2 separate regions of the Zea mays genome follow, and region 2 is linked to region 1. The links are chromatin contacts, called in public Hi-C maps. All regions are on one chromosome and are shown on one strand. The core of a region is the stretch at or near the end of the contact, and the rest is flanking DNA. Distances in the headings are between cores, read along the strand shown.

Region 1 (5,248 bases), core at 1,991-4,490:
TTGCTAGAAATGCCAAATTGTAGACCAATTGACAATCTGACTGACAAACACCTCGCCCTGGTGCGGTTCAATGTTAATTTTCTTAAAGGTTCGGCTCTGACAAACATGCCACTGAATTTGGCACTACAATATCCAAGACATGCTACACCTGTCAGTTTTGTGGTAGGCAGAATTTGGTATCTCATTTGATATTTTGATAATACGTTTGATAACTTGAAGCCCTGAGTAAACAAATATTACAAGTATCAGCTATAGTAAAAGGCAAGTAACAAAAATATTTACCATTCTTTTCAACTGGACTTCCTAAAGAAGTATCATTTGAGAAAGATGCTTCAAGGACTGATGTTGGACTTGGCTGATTGGGCTCATTGTTTAGCGATGTAGCAGAAGAATCAACATCTTGTTCACCCTGTACATAGAATGAAAGAGGACGTCCAAACAGTTATAAAAGAGTAGTTAATTCATCAACCTTTGTGTACAATTGTTCTGGGAGCTACCAATTTGGTAAATGGTTAATTAAGAAAAGTTGAACAGTGAAAGACGGGCAATGTAATGTTCTAAAAAAACGTGAAAAATTCAACAGTGCTCCAAACAAAAAACAACTTTGTTGATTAAGAATACATGACAAATCATATGTTCTATAAAAGTAAAAAAGGATGTGTTTGGCAGATCAACCATTCATTTGCACACCAATTTCCAATGCATTTGACAACTGTGCACAATTCATTAAAGAATGGATCATAATGATGACAGTTTTAACATCACAAGAATTTTTTGATATAATCTTTTGTGTGGGTCCAAAAATCTTCAATTTCAATTAATGCATAAGAATGCATGCAGAACATCGTTTAACAAACTGTATAAGTAGATGCATCCGCTGATAACATTAGTGCCTTACCACATAGGCATGTCATACAACACATGTTTCTTGACCAATACTAACCATCATACAAGTTGGTCCATGTAACACTACAAGCACTAAAACTAACCATGTATTCACTGACAAAATTGGAAAAGAAAAATGACATGAAGAAAAGAAAACTGTGAATCATCATGAATTCATGATCAACTATAGCAGCATTTATTAGAGAAACAACGAACCAGAAGCTCTGAATTAAGAAGTGGTAACAGTAAAGAAGGGTCCTAGCCTCCAAACTGACCTGATAGCATTTCTGAAAATCAGGTGATTGCTCATTGGAGAATATACAATGCGCTGGATTGATGCAGTCAACATTTCCATTGCAGCGTAAGGGTGCTGATGCACCAGAGTAGTTGCTACATTGGGAGATTGAAGTGCTCATGTCAGTTGCAAGGGCAGAAATGAGCTCTTGCAGCACAGGCACAGTCAATTTTCCTGAAGGTGAATCATTTGGTGTACACTCGATCCTGTCCGACATGCCAAGCTCATTGATTTTTGCTTTCAACAGCCTGCTAAATTCATCTTTCTCAGAAGTAGACATAACACAAGGTGAAGCTTCGACACATCCTTTTTCAGGAGCCGGCACTCGTGTGCGAGTTGTCTCATGTGCTAGCCTACTTGGGGATCCGCCCTTTGATAGATTGCTTCGCGGAGACGAAGCTCTGGCCACGGGCTTTGTAGATGATCTAGAAGCAACTGCAACTGCATTTCTGTCATCTCTGCTACTGATTGCTGCATCATGCCCCACCTTCCTCCCTGGTCCCCTTTTATGTGCAGATCCATTGCTTAAAATCCTACTTGTGGATGATAATCCATTTTGGCTGTTCAAATCTCTGCGTGTCATTCTCCCTTGCCCAACGATCCGTCCCGCGAGCTCTCTTATCGGACCAGAACCACCGTGTGCGACCTTCCTAGTAGCAGATACCGATTCACGAGCGCGTCCAACCAGGCGCGTCGATCCAGCCAAGCCCCCAGGCTCTGTAATCCCAGAACCAGAAACCTCCGGCCGAGTAGGTGTTGCTCGTTTGCGCAACGACCTCTCGTCTCCAGTTTGAACGGCAGCACCGCTCGATCTAACCCTGGCACAAGTGCGCACTACCTCATCTCTTACTCCACTCTCATTGTGCTTGGCATCCATATCAGAGCCCCGTTTGCTCCTGTTCCCATCCCCAAAATCCATTCTTGGCAACACTATCGTACTGGTACTGGTCGCTGCATCGGCGTTGCTGTTACCGGAAAAATGGCCGTGCCTACGCGGGACAGCAGCGGTGTCTGTCTCCGCAGGAAGACCAGGAGGCTGTACCTGTACATGTACCCGTGCGGAACGCTCCTCCAAGAGCAAGCTGTCGGAGCGAGATAGGAAGTCGTCGGCCATTCTCGAGCCTTGAAGCAAGGCGCTGGCGTGGCCATCCCTGCGGTGCTGCGGGGAAGAGCAAGCGTAGGCGAGGGCCAGCCTGGCGCTTGCCCGTGAGCCGGCGCGCGCGCCCGGGTCCAGCAGCTTCGCCGCGGCCGCGTGCACGAGCCGGGTCCGCCTCGGGCTCCGCGCCGGCAGGTCGGCCCCGTGGTGGCTCCTCGCCGCCGGCGCGGGCGCGGGCGCGGGAGGGCGACGGCTGCGGGTCTTAGGCAGCACCAGCACGACCGCCGAGTCGGCGCCGTCCGCGCGCGACGCCTCCACCTTCCTCTGCTTCTGCGGCCTCGGCGGCGCGGGCCAGGACTCCAGGCCCATGAGGCGCGCGACGAGGCCCGGGGCGGCGGCATCGGACGGGCGCGGCGGTGGCGGCGGCGGCGGCGGGGAAGCGGGAGGTGGCGGGCACGGGGGCCTGCGTGGGGAGGAGGAGGAGCGGAGGGACGAGGGGAGCAGGCGGCGCGGGGAGAAGAGCCTGCGCTTGCGGGCGAGGCGGCGGTGCCAGTCGAGGAGGTGGAAGAGCACGCCGCCGCCGCCGCCGCCGGGGAACGGCGGCGGCTTCTTCTCCACTATGGCGAGGCTGCTGCTGCTGCTCATACCGTCTCCGTCTCCGTGCCAAGTCGGCCTCCCGTCTCCGTGCCAGGCCCAGGCCGCGCAAGCTCGCTCGGGGCTCCGTCCTTTAACCGACCCGTGCTTCGATCCGGGAGCTGAAAAGTGGTGGTGTAGATGGCACGCGACGGCGGCTGGCTCCTCCTCCACCTCGGCACGCGCCGCGAGGACGAAGGTCCAGGGCAGGGAAGCAAAGCAACAGAGTCGAGCGTGGGCGTGTCGGTGGCGACCCGGTCTGTTCGCGGAGGGGTAGCAGATGACAGGTGGGGCTCTGTCGGACTTCGACTTAAGTGTGAGTGTAGCGCGGAGGAGAAGTGGAGAACGCGTCGCGAGGAAGCCCAATGTGCACGGGACGCGAAGTGGAGGACGGGGGACGGCACGGCAGCGGGCTTCACCGACGAGGTGTAGGAGTAGGAGGGACGTTGTAGACGGATGTCAGCCTTCTCCGCTGGACCGCTGCCGCTTGCTTGGCCTCCTCTGCACCGCCGGCAGTGGATGGTCAAAGCTGGCGGAGAATTTTGTGGCTTTTCAGTTTCAAAAAAATCCGGAATGGGCACAAAAGCTTCAAAAAAAAACATATAGTCCCGAAAAGCAACAAAAGTCGAAATAAAAAATTTTAAAAATCTGTGAATGACTGAATGGGCAGAAAAAGGTCAATGTCGGACCACCGACAGGGGCAGCAGACACTCGTCGGCGTCTCCGAGACTATCGCAACGTTGTAGTCATGCTAATCATGGCGGATGGGCGGATGGCGCTGTGTTTTTCATGCGTACTAGCAAAGACAGAGACAGGGACGCACATGCATACTGTAGTATCGACGACGATGCTACGGACAAGACAAGGGGAAGGGCAGGAGACTGTAGTTGTAGTCGCGTCGAGCTGAGAAGAGGTCCGCGTGCGTCTAGCCGACGGATCCCAAAGAAGGCGATGCGAAGAAAAGGAAAAAATGGAGAAGACAAGTCGGGCAGGTGACATCACACGCTAGCGCGTCGTTTTCCTCGCTCTGGCTCTGACACTCGTGTCCGCGCCTGCGCCGCTGGCAGGCCCGTGACCGTGAGGCGGACGCCGGCTGCGGCCACGGGCCAACAGTACCGGCGGTCTGTATGGCAGGAGCAGGATCCACGCTAGTTAAGCTCCTGTAGTTAACGCTTGATTAAGCTCCTGTACTTGACGCTGAGCATAATAAACTAAAACTATGGACTATAAATTTATGTTAGTTTTACATTACATAGTATCTTATATTTTATTGTAGACACTTTATGTTTATTTGATAAATCACTCCATCTAAAATAAAATGATACATAACAACAAGGTGGTGATGGATCAACTTATTTCAATCCACAAACAAAAAAAGTGAGAAGCAAAAAGATAATGGACCACCTCATTTCTCATACCAAACACCATATTAATTTCTAACTGGTATACCATCGACTGATGTCAAATAGACAACAAAAAATCATACACCGTGACCAATAAACAATATTTAATTTATATAGGCTAAACTAAAAACTTGTTTGATTTATGGCTAAATGTGTCACACTTTACCTAAGGTTAGACATCTAAATTGAATAACTAACCTTAGATAGAAAAGTTAGACAAACTCTGGTAACTTAGTGTGAACCAAACCTGCCTTAAAAACCCACAAAAGTGAAACTTTGCCATTTCCTGTTGTGTTAGATAGGCAATCAACTCTCGCAAGTTCGTTACCACTAAAATAATGTTTGGTTCACAAAATGTAATATAAATAGCAACAATAATTATTCACATTCGAGTACGAGCGACAACAAATTCTTTGAATAGGCTGATATCATTCTCTAATGTAGTATCTGATTACGGTTAAACTTAAATAAATATGGTTTAATGTTATTTGTCACCCATCACGTTACAACGTTACAATATACCCATCACGTTACAACGTTACAATATGTGAACCAAACAGCTACATCAATTGGCACCCTAATGAATTGCCAGATGGCAGGACGGTGTGCCTAATCCATATTTCCGAAGATTCCTTCACATCAAATATTTGAATGATATTTAGAACATCAAATATTTGAATGATATTTAGAAGTATTACATATAATCTAATTATAAACTAATTATACAGATAAGGACTAAACAATAAGACGAATCTACTAAACTTTAGTCCCAACAAAAAGGTAATGGTAATGTCAGTAGGCAATATTCAAGGTGAAATAAAAAACCCTGAGATAACCCTGAAGAGCAAACCGCCTAACAGATAACCTGGGATAACCCTGCAACCATGAAGAACAGAAAATTAACTAATATACAACTTCAACAAATAATATTAGTAG
Region 2 (5,248 bases), core at 1,397-3,896, 210 kb before region 1:
AACATATAGAGTAGTAGAGATTAGGGTCATCCGTTCCAGTATGGTCCAAGACCGAAAAGTTCCATGTTATTTGAATTTCGGTCTAGTTCGGCTCGTTTGAATTTTGGGTCGTGCCAAGCCGCCATAGGCCTAGCCCTCGGCACACAGTCCGGCACGTAATTTCTTAAACGTGTCGGGCTCATTTCGGGCGGCCCAAATTTCAATTTTTGGCCCAAAATTCACATCAAGGTCCGAAATCTATTTTTTGGCCCGAAATTCAGTTTTGCCCCAAAATTAATTCAAAACAAATTTAATAAAACAAATAAAAGATAAGACAAATAAATTTGACTAAAAGCAAACATAATATTTGTATTAAGTTACCAGAGCTATGCAATGACTACCTCATTTACAAATCATTTTGTTAGAAGAAAAAAGAGTATAATCAACTTTATATAAAGTTCGTAAGTTCAGTTCATTATCTAATGTTCATAAAAAAAGTAAAATTATATCACATATTCTAATTCAAAGCTACAAAAAACATCTAACTAGCATTATCTCTAGCTACAAAAGTGTGGAGTGAAGTGTTGTTTTAATAAATATATGGGCCTTTTCGTGCCTCTATATGAGCCATTTCGTGCCTACCTTAAACAGGTCGTGCTCGTGCCCGCCTATAGGCCACGACCTCGGCCCAAACCCGGTTTGATATATCGGGTCGTGCCGGCCCGACACTAAAATATTTTGAGTCGTGTCGTGCCTGGGCCGTGCTTTTTTTCGTGCTTCGGGTCGGCCCATCTGACCCGGCCCAAATGTGCATCTATATACCGGGGAAACAGTGGGCCCTAGCTACTGGTAGCACGTTTTTCCGTTAAGCCTATCCAATCTAGACATAAATATGGAAAGAATGAAACACTATCGATCAGTCTCGTTTAGATTTTTATACTTGTCGAATACTCCCTCCCTTGCGTGCCGGCTACAACAGGGGCACCCCCACGCCTGCAGCGCGGCCCCTAGCCGCCCATCCCCTCCTCTCTCTCCCTTCGGCGTGGCGTGCAGGTGGCCGCCCCCTTCGCTCTCCCTCCGTCTTGTAGCCGTGGGCTCTATTCTAATTGTTAGTAGATGAAAAAACGATAGTAAATAAAAAGTAGTTATAGAAAATGATGTTTTATGGTTACAGTGTGGTATAGAAGGAGAATTTAGATTAAACTATGTCATGTTGGTTATGCTACAATACAGAGGGTTATGTGGGTTAAATATATTTAATTGTTTTTAGTGTTTCTTGAAGAAGTGTTATGTAAATAATTCAGATTCTCAATGTATGTTCAGTACAAAAATCTCTGTATGGTTTTTGTATTATTTCAATCAATGTTGATAACCTGAATCTCATAGATTACGGTAAGGGTATTGAGGAGGGTAGTGTCTACCTCAAGATAGACTCTGGAATGGAATACTTGAGAAAACCATGTTTTGTTTGGTCCTATAAAATGATAATTTCCCCAAAGCAATGTTTGTACACCAGTTGACCTTTTAATAAGAAGGTCCTTGAGATATGTAATATAACTAAAGCTCACCCGTTAAACACCTCGATAGTTGTAAGATCCATTCAAAAGGATATTATTCCATTTAGACCAGAGAGGGATGATGAGAAATAACTATGACCTGATGTTGTTTTACCTCAGCGCCATTGGAAAAATGATGTATCTTGCAAATTGCATTTACAGTGAATTCGCTAGCTAAACACAATGCGAACCCAACTACAAGACATTGGACATGTGTCCAGACTGTACTAAAATACCTCAAAGTCACTCAAGATCTTAGACATTTTTTCCCAGAGAATCCGTACCAAACTTTGGTGGATTGTATAGATGTCGGATGTCAGAAAATATTCATAATGCTAGATCTCAGATCGCCTTTGTGCTTCTCTATGGTGGTACTTTCGTATCCTAGCAATCTGACACACTAGCACCTATATCTACTAACCACTCAGAGATAGTCGTATTATACGAAGCTACACGTGAATATGCTTGGCTACGATGAATGACTAATCACATTTAAAAGTCATGTGATTTTAACACTCCAAAATACCTACATAGTTATCTACGAAGATAATGCAACGTATGTTGCACATATCACATATGAAAATTTGATATATTAAGAAAGATATGACTAAATATATTTCTCTTAAATTTTCTCGTCCTCATAAATTCCAGAATAAGGACAAGACGTCAAGTCTTGTGATAATATTTCTAATTTATTCACTAAATTCTAATCGATGCGACCACGTGCCTTGCGGACCCATGAGGATATGAGTATGACGCTTTTGGTAGTACGTACTACGTACTGACGTGGGCGGTAAATTCAGGCTGCCCGCCTCCTCGACGCGCTTCTGCTTTTCCGGGAAGCTGCCGGCTGGAGCAAGGAGACACGCCGAGATCCGCACCGGCCGCGCGGCCTCTCCACCGGCCGTACATGTGGCTCGGCCGCGGCGCGATGCCTGGCAGATTCGCCGACCGAGGCAGGCGCCACGAGACCCCATCTGGCAGTCGTCACGTACGTACGACTACGAGAAAAGTCGGCGCCCTGCCACTGCGTGTCAAAACCGCGTCGTCGCCAGCGGCTATTAATACCTCCGGCGAGACCACTCGCCGTTACAACCATCAGGACGCGGACGCGGCTCACATCAAACACCCCCTTCAGCTGTGCTCGGTGCTCACTGCCGCAAAACCACAACCACACAGGGAAGCGCCCAGCGCCCAGCACCCTTTCAAATCACCACATCCACGCTCCTCCGTTCCATGGCCATGTCGAGCAGCGCCAGCAAGAAGCAAGCCCAGGCCCAGGCCCAGAAGGCCGGGCGGAGGCCCCCGGCGGTGTCGTCGGCCGCGGCCGCGGACGCGGACGCGGAGATGCAGAGGGTGTTCTCGCGCATCGACGCGGACGGCGACGGGCGGATCTCGCCGTCGGAGCTGGCGGCGGTGTCGCGCGCCATCTCCCCGCCGGCGAGCTCCTCGCACGGGCGGCGCGAGGTGGCGGCCATGATGGACGAGCTGGACACGGACCGCGACGGCTTCGTGGACCTGGGCGAGTTCAGGGCGTTCCACGCGCGCGGCGTTGGCGGCGGCGGGGACGACGGCGACGACGCGGAGCTCCGCGCCGCCTTCGCCGTGTACGACGCCGACGGCGACGGGCGCATCACGGCGGCCGAGCTGGGCAGCGTGCTCGCCCGCATCGGCGAGGGGTGCAGCGCCGAGGAGTGCCGCCGGATGATCGCCGGCGTCGACGCCGACGGCGACGGCTGCGTCGGGTTCGAGGAGTTCAAGATCATGATGCGCGGCCCCCAGCCCCAGCCCCAGCCTCAGCCTCAGGCCGGCGCCGGAGTGACAGCCGTGCCGGACAAGGCCAAGAAGGAGTGACGGGTGTAGGTGTAGGTGTACTCATCTGGGCATCAGTCGGGGGGAAGGGATCGAGTTCCTCTGCCTCTTCTGTTGCTTTCACCTAGTCTGGACTGGAGGAATGGAAATACTCAACTTCCTGCATAAGACTACTTATTATCTACAGTATTATTATGTATATTGTGGCGTGTCCGATTTCCTGAGCCAGATCACACCCGTCTTGTTTGACTTCTCACTTCTCCAAGCCGTTCCCACAGCTCACATGTGTGCAATTTCGCTGCGATTCGATGGTTCTGGTCAGAGGATTAGCGCGGAAGCAAACACGGCAATCTAGGGACAGAAAAAAAGAGTTCTTCAGACACGAGTTTTTCTCTGAACCTTCTTCTGCTTTCCTGTGATTTCCCTGTTCCAGATTTCGGTGAGCTTTCGTTTGATCTTTGACAGCCTGTAGTGACCAGCAATATGCGTTCGCCATCCCGAGAGCAAAGTGGTCGTGGCCGTGGGTGACTGACCGCGGCACTGAAGCATCACATTCTGTGGCTTTGTGAGCAGTTGCTGCCTTGCTGGTCTTGATCTCCACGGACCACGGCAAGTCGCAGTCGGCAACGCCCTTCGGAACCATCCAGCCCCTCTTTCGGATCACGCAGAGTGCAGACGAAGATCTTCGCTTGTTCAGCCCGTCATCTAAAGCTCAGATCTTCAGAGATATAGTATCAGTTTGATCTGTCCAAGCTCACTTTCTCTTCTTGGGGTCGACCGAAGTTTCAAATCAAATGGACTCCCACGATCATAATCGAAGAGACAAAAAAAAGATACGCAGAATGTGGATATACTGGTCAAAAGCTAATTAATTGGACGGTGCTCACCACAGGGCAAGAGAGAGAGAGAGCTTGGCACAATCGCCACCGGTTCGTGTATCCCTGTGAGACCCGTGGCCGGAGTAGCGCCAACTCCGACGTGAGCACCCCAGGTGGCTGCCTCCGAGGGAAGGACAAGCGCAGGTAATAGAAATTCTGTTTGGTGGTTGTTTTTCTTCTCTATCTTGTCTGCTGATTAACAGATGATTCAGGGTTTAAGTACACCCTCCTTACAAGGCCAGACGGCCCAAACCCTTGGCCCAATAGGCCTAATCACAAACAAAACTTTAATTACACAGATTACTCCTCCGCTCAACCTTCTCCTCTTTCAGCCTTCCACTTGCTCATGTGCAGATCCCATGTTCCTGACATCTTCCCCCCTTCAAAAGTTGATTGCCCCCAATCAAGAGCATCAGTAAAACGTCTCTTCAGAACCTCATAATCTTTCCAAGTTGTTGCGTCTGCAGGTAGATTCGACCAAGCCACTCGAATCTGAACCACCGGTTTGTTACCCTTTCGAACCATTCGCCTCTCCACAATTTGAACAGGATAAACCTGTACTTGAGACAAATCCACCAATTGCGAAATATCTGAAAACACCGGAGTAAAATTAGGTGTAGACGGCTTCAGCTGTGAAACGTGGAAAACCGGATGCACCAAAGCTGTAGCCGGCAACTCCAACTTGTATGCCATTGACCCTATACGCTGAACCACCTTAAAGGATCCAAAGAACTTGAAAGCGAGCTTCGGGTGAGCTCGACTGACCACCGAATTTTGAACATAAGGCTGGAGTTTGAGTAAGACCCGATCACCAACTTGAAACACACGCTCCACCCGATGCTTATCAGCTTGCACCTTCATGCGGTTCTGAGCTGCAGCCAATTTCTCTCTGAACACAGAAGAGTAAGCCAACCGATCCTGAATCAAGCTCTCCACTGTAGAATCAAGTCCTGCAACAATCGGTGCAGCCGCAAACACTGGATCGTAGCCATACAAAGCTTTAAAAGGTGAGCACCCTAAAGC

The links. Hi-C and Micro-C count contacts between places; a contact is called where the count stands out from the background.
Region 2: a Hi-C map of bundle sheath shows a contact between it and region 1, with 2.4 times the contacts expected there. The contact joins the promoter of LOC100284548 here to the promoter of LOC100277355 in region 1. A contact is called at or near these places in 3 of 25 Hi-C or Micro-C datasets (bundle sheath, endosperm and leaf).

The regions. Positions count from the first base shown.
Region 1 is chr8:13,185,821-13,191,068 of Zm-B73-REFERENCE-NAM-5.0, reverse strand. It overlaps LOC100277355, which reads right to left and starts at 3,240. Exons shown (of 3, transcript NM_001361288.1): 1 at 1,161-3,240; 2 at 283-409. The coding sequence starts at 2,921. LOC100284536 (surfeit locus protein 5) reads right to left here. Exons shown (of 4, transcript NM_001157431.2): 4 at 4,989-5,188.
Region 2 is chr8:13,390,869-13,396,116 of Zm-B73-REFERENCE-NAM-5.0, reverse strand. It overlaps LOC100284548 (calmodulin-related protein 2, touch-induced), which reads left to right and starts at 2,646. Exons shown (of 1, transcript NM_001157443.2): 1 at 2,646-3,512. The coding sequence starts at 2,772. The coding sequence ends at 3,389.